2 separate regions of the Mus musculus genome follow, and region 2 is linked to region 1. Evidence: chromatin contacts called from public HiChIP or PLAC-seq data. All regions are on one chromosome and are shown on one strand. Each heading gives the region's core, a stretch centred on a gene start, on an enhancer-like site or on the middle of the called end of the contact. The rest is flanking DNA. Distances are from core to core; before and after follow the strand shown. Region 1 overlaps Stx8 (syntaxin 8). Region 2 overlaps Pik3r5 (phosphoinositide-3-kinase regulatory subunit 5).

Region 1 (2,720 bases), core at 115-2,614:
CTCCACACCATGAAGTATTTATTCAGCTGATGGAAGGAATAGCTGCTGGCATATTCTACAATGTAGAAGAACATGAAAACATTGTACTTGGTAGAAGAAGCCAGACACTGTCTTTCACATGTTGTATAATCCCATTGACTTGAAATATCTGTAATAGGTAAATGCATAGCTGTAAAACTCTAGATTGGCGATCCCCAGGAACTGAAGGAAAAGGCAGTGGATGTGAACTGGAAGAAAGGACAGTGGGTGTGAATTGAAAGAAAAGGCAGTGGGTATAAACTAGAAGAAAGGACAGTGGGTGTGAACTGGAAGAAAGGGCAGTGGGTGTGAACTGGAAGAAAGGGCAGTGGGTGTGAACTGGAAGAAAGGGCAGTGGGTCTGAACTGCTTTGGGGGTAAAGAGACTGAAACTAGACCTAGTATTTGATCACTACTATGAATGTACTAAATGCTCCTGAATTGTTTAAAGTACTACTTCTATGTAGTATTGACTTGACTTCAATAAAAGATAAAAAAGAACAATTCACATTATAAGGTGTGGCAAAGCAGCCATAGTTGATATGTAAATAAGTGAATGCAGGTGCATTCTAATGTAGTGTATAAAGCTTTATTTATAGTGAGAGAAGAGGGGATAGACAGATTTGCTCTGTAGGCAGTTTACCAGCCCTACTACAATGTGAAAGATAATTTTGATAGTGATTGGGGATAGGATAGGTGGGGATGAAGACTGAGCAGATGAGAAGTCTTGGAGTGGGAGAGCAGTTAGCCTGGAAACTATCCCAGTAATCTAAGCAAGCCTCTTCACTGTGGAGGAGGCGCCGACCCTGCCTTACCCTGTAAGGTGGATGGGATTGCGGTCTTTTCCACCTACCCCTACCGTTACTTTTGTATGTGCATTTAAATTTTCCCCTTAAAAAGGATTGGGCACAGTTCCAAATGGAGAGACTCTCTTAATAGAATGAGAGGGCAAGCTGGCGGGGAAGTGGCCGTGAGGGAGAAGAGCACCAAGGCTTCTAAGCATTCACAGGCTTTTCAGCTGAGGTTGGCTCAGCACTCTCTGTTGACTTTAGGACTCTCACACTTGCTTGAATAATGACAAAGATATTTACCTTTTAGACTCGTGTGTGTGTGTGTGTGTGTGTGTGTGTGTGTGTGTGTGTGTATGTGTGTGTGTGTATTCTTTCATAGATAACCTTCACCACTCTTAATGCATTAGCTGCCAACTTTTCCTCCTCTTCCTCTTCCCTCCCTTCTTCCCTCTCCTGTTTCCCAGTGCTGAGATTAGAAACTCAGGAGCTTACAATTACGAGGCTCCCAGATCCCCTTAGGATAGTTAAGTCACACATCCCATTAGTAATAATCTTGAGATGTGGCCAAAGGTGTGACTCAGTGATAGTATCTGTTCGTGCCACACACAAGGCCCTGACTTTAATCACCAGCACCAATAAAAACAAAAGTATTTGTGAGTGAAGTTCTAGATCATTCTTTATAATTGCTCTTATAAAGTTATATACACTATTGCTCTGTGTATTGCATGGATCCTAAAAGAATTTAGAAGAGGTTTTCTGTCCACATTCTAGTGACTCATCTCATACATCCTCCTTTGTAGACTCTTCATGTAAATTATCCTTTGGCTTAAATTTCCCCCTTTCCCAGCGAAATGGAGCCTAGTAAGGAAGCGGTGCTGCCGTGTGTATTGTTTTAACATTATCCTGGACTATGTGCTGTTGGAACTTTCCGATGTGGAAACAGCTGAATTGCTTCTGAGGCTCTCACACACTGAGTTGACTTGAGAACTTAGTGATTAATAAGGCAAAACTATTTCTCTTCGGGCAGAGCCATGGGTTCGGTTTTTCTTCGGGTTAAAAGAACATTAGTCTTCTAACCAGGGATTTCTGCTGTCTTTATAGTGGAACAAATGCTTTTTTCAGATCTAATCCTGGCGTGATAAATAAAGCTCTCTGCAAGGTGCTTGGGAAAGTTGTAAGCAGCTCCCGCGTGGAGAGGCCTTTGTTGTGGAGGAAGAGGCCTAACCTCAAGGGTTAATCAGTCACTGTTCGTGTAGGTCAGAGAGAAAAGTTCACATCTGAGTGGTACTGGCCATCAAGCCCTTTCTTGTGGTTCTTTCCACAGTGATATATTCTTAAATATCCCTTGAGTTCAAGCCTCCCAGATAGATTTATTGGAGCAAAATGTTCCTTGTCCATATGATAAGTTGTGTATTTATTTGCATTGAAACTGAGATAAGTGACAATCAGGAACTCTGTGGTAGCTGTGATTTGAGCAAACATGCTAGTAAGTAATACTGGCCAAGTGTCCAAATGTGCATCTAACACGCTGCCTGGCATATTGCAGATGTTTGTTGATTGCTTATTGGCTGAATGAGTGTAGAGTTTTACGAGGCTGAGTCCAGTATGGTGCTGCCAAGTTGGGCCAGCGTGTGATAGTTGCACAGTCTTCACTTTGTAACTGTTTTGTTAAACTGTATATGTAGATCTTTTGGGTTTCCCTTTACATGCTGGATTTCAGGATTAAAATGTTTTTAAGCACTTTAAGGGGGGTTGTAACAAAGTATATCCTATCCATGGAGCTTGTTTGCTTTAGAGGTTCAAGAGTAATATGCTAAAATTTCCTTTGTTGAATTGAAGCATAAACAGTTGAGTGTTTGCTTGTCAACACATAGAATTTGGTAATTAATTTGTACTTGGGAAACTTGCTCTG
Region 2 (2,720 bases), core at 82-2,581, 400 kb after region 1:
AAGTTTATTATCTTTATTTCTCTTGATGCTATTATAAGTGGGGCCTTCCCCCTAGGACATATCTTAATGTAAAGAGAAATATGGGGCTGGAGAGATGGCTCAGCAGTTAAAAGCACTGACTGCTCTTCTGAAGGTCCTGAGTTCAAGTCCCACCAACCACATGGTGGCTCACAACCATATGTAATGATGCTCTCTTCTGGTGTGTCTGAAGACAGCTACAGTGTACTGACGTATAATAGTAAACTAAATCTTAAGAAATAATTGAGAAATATTAATTTCTATGTTATTTTTTATCCAACAACATTCTCTAAGTATTTTCATTGTTACAGCCATGTATTTTTTTGTTGTTGTTGTTGCTGTTGTTGCTAACTGCAGTTTCTATAATATATCAGGAAGGGGCGAGGATAAAAGCCAGCAGCTCCGCCACTGACAACGCTGTAGTTTTTGAAAGACATATGACTTACAAGACCTCAGAGCTTAGCCATGCACTTGGCCTGCCATTACTCAGAATACCCAGCTGAGCCAGAAATGAACTGAAATGAAGAACCTCAGAGTACAAAGCCAAGCAGTCGTGAGCAATGAGACCAGCCAGCCTTTCAGCTGCTGTCCACACAGTGGTATCACCGTAGTAACTATACCTAGTGTGAGTGTCCAAAACAATGATTTCAGCAGCAGAAGTCGGCCATAAAATGTGTAATACAAACCTGAACCTGTACTTTAGGCAATAGAGTGAGTGATCCAATATGAAGAGAAGGCATATGACCGACCCCAGAATGATTCAGAAATCATTGAAAAAATGACCTGGGAATTCCTGTCCTCACCAATACATTTTGAACTTTTGATAAACCAGAGTTCCCGAAATAGATATTTGAGAACCTGTTCCAGTAACTCTGGGAGAAATTAGAAAAGTAATTCAAATTAACTTGTTAGCGAGAGCTGAGGTGACTCACACCATCGGGAGGATGGGAGCTCCCATCCAAGCAAGTGAGTCTGGGCTCAGACTTCCACTGTCTCTGAGGGCAAGCCTTCCTCAGTAAGGTCAGCCAGCCCTCTGCACTGGCTCAGAAGAGGAACTTGAAAAGGAAAAAGCCATTGTTTAATGTTTTAACACTGCCCATCAGGGGAGCCTGCCTGGCAGCAGCTGGAATTTTATAAAGGGGACTCCTCTTAATGAGGGGAATCCCAGGATTGGACATCCGATACTGAACGGAGCAGGTCTTGCTTTTCAAGCTTTTGAAAAAGGTCTCATCCCACTGTCTACTGTCACCCCTTCCCCAGAGCCAATGGGGTTCTGCCCACAAGTCATAAGGAATGGCAGTTGTCAGTGAGTCATCCTGACAAAGCGAACCTCGTGCATGGCCAAGCGTGGAGCACAAGGGCTGACTTCACCCACAGGCTCCAGATGAGCCCACCCCCACTCTCATCTTTGTACTTCACCGAGGGGCTCCCCCACGGGACCTCTATTGCCTCCCTCAGGCTCCCAGGCCAAGCACTCAGTAGGTCCCAACTTTTTTTAAAAAGTCATCTATTTGTGTTTACGTTTATGGGTGTTTTGTCTGTACGTATATCTGTCTGCATACCACGTGCATGCCTGTTGCCCAGGAGGCTAGAAGAGGTTGTTGGATCCATAGAACGAGAGATACAGGTGGTGACAAGGCACATGTGAGAGTTGGCGATTGAAACCTGGTCCTTTGGAAAGTAAGTACTGGTAACCGCTGAGCCATCTCTTCAGCCCCAGGTCCTAACTCTTAAGAGCATGGACCAACGCCTAGATGACAGAAATAGTATAGGGAGCCCAGCATATCAGTGACTCTGCCCTGGGCTTGGAGGATATCTGGCTCTTGACCTTGGTTGTCTCCTTAGAGCCAGGGAGCACCGAGGAGTCTACAGGAGGAAGGATGGAAGGGCATGCATCAGCAGGTACTGGAGAAGGGTGCTGCTGACACTGGGGAAGGCTGCTAGCAGCAGACCAGGACACTGGACTCTGATACCTGTAAGGACAAGGCATGGCAGAAGAAAACACGGTGGCTGAGAAGGCTCATTCGTGACTCACCTTTGCATCATGACAGTGTAAGGCAAAGGTGACTCACACTGGCCTCCTAGCAAGACCAGCTTGTCCATCACTTCAGGGGTTGGGCAGAGGGGCGACTTAACAGCCAGTTCACACTTCTATCCTTTCCTCAGGCTGGAGAGGCAGGGCCCAGGTTGCCACCATGCACAGGGTGTCCTCTTCTGAATAATAAGGGGGTCTGTTTTCTGGAAGAGGTAGGCTGGACTGGGCAACTGGTGTAGATAGACATGCCAGGGTTCAAGATTACCAGCAACCGGGAATGCCAACCTCTTTAAGAAAAATCCCAAGAATTGAGTTTTCCCTTGGAGTGCATTGGTTTTCTTTCCTTTCTAAACTGCATCTGATTTGCTGAGGGGCAATGTGTGCAGAGTTAAGAACCCAGACGTCCTGGGTTTGCATTCTGGCTTTGCTACCTGTGATGGTTTGTATATGCTCTGCCCAGGGAGTGGCACTATTAGAGGGCGTGGCCCTGTTGGGGTAGGTGTGTCACCGTGAGTGTGGGCTTTAAGACCCTTATCCTAGATGTCAGGAAGCCAGTATTCTGCTAGCAGCCGTTAGATGAAGATGTAGAACCATCAACTCCACCTTCATCATGCCTGCCTAGATGCTGTTATGCTCCTGCCTTGATGATAATGGACTGAACCTCTGA

Evidence for each region. HiChIP or PLAC-seq counts read pairs in DNA pulled down with a chosen protein or histone mark.
Region 2: a FOXA1 HiChIP or PLAC-seq map of pancreatic cancer cells shows a contact between it and region 1. The contact joins two enhancer-like sites. A contact is called at or near these places in 2 of 115 datasets of contacts at active chromatin or transcription factors (Th17 cells and pancreatic cancer cells) and 1 of 9 other capture datasets (embryonic stem cells).

What each region holds. Positions count from the first base shown.
Region 1 is chr11:68,071,002-68,073,721 of GRCm38.p6, forward strand. All of the region lies in intron 6 of Stx8 (syntaxin 8), which reads left to right. Among named protein-coding and RNA genes, the nearest start is that of Stx8, 110 kb to the left of the region's middle. Within about 2 kb of position 1,365, at least 21 of the 459 cell types and tissues checked have an H3K27ac peak or open chromatin away from gene starts, as enhancers often do. A contact at or near this core is called in pancreatic cancer cells, where this site is marked.
Region 2 is chr11:68,467,075-68,469,794 of GRCm38.p6, forward strand. All of the region lies in intron 1 of Pik3r5 (phosphoinositide-3-kinase regulatory subunit 5), which reads left to right. Among named protein-coding and RNA genes, the nearest start is that of Pik3r6, 35 kb to the right of the region's middle. Within about 2 kb of position 1,332, at least 53 of the 459 cell types and tissues checked have an H3K27ac peak or open chromatin away from gene starts, as enhancers often do. A contact at or near this core is called in pancreatic cancer cells, where this site is marked.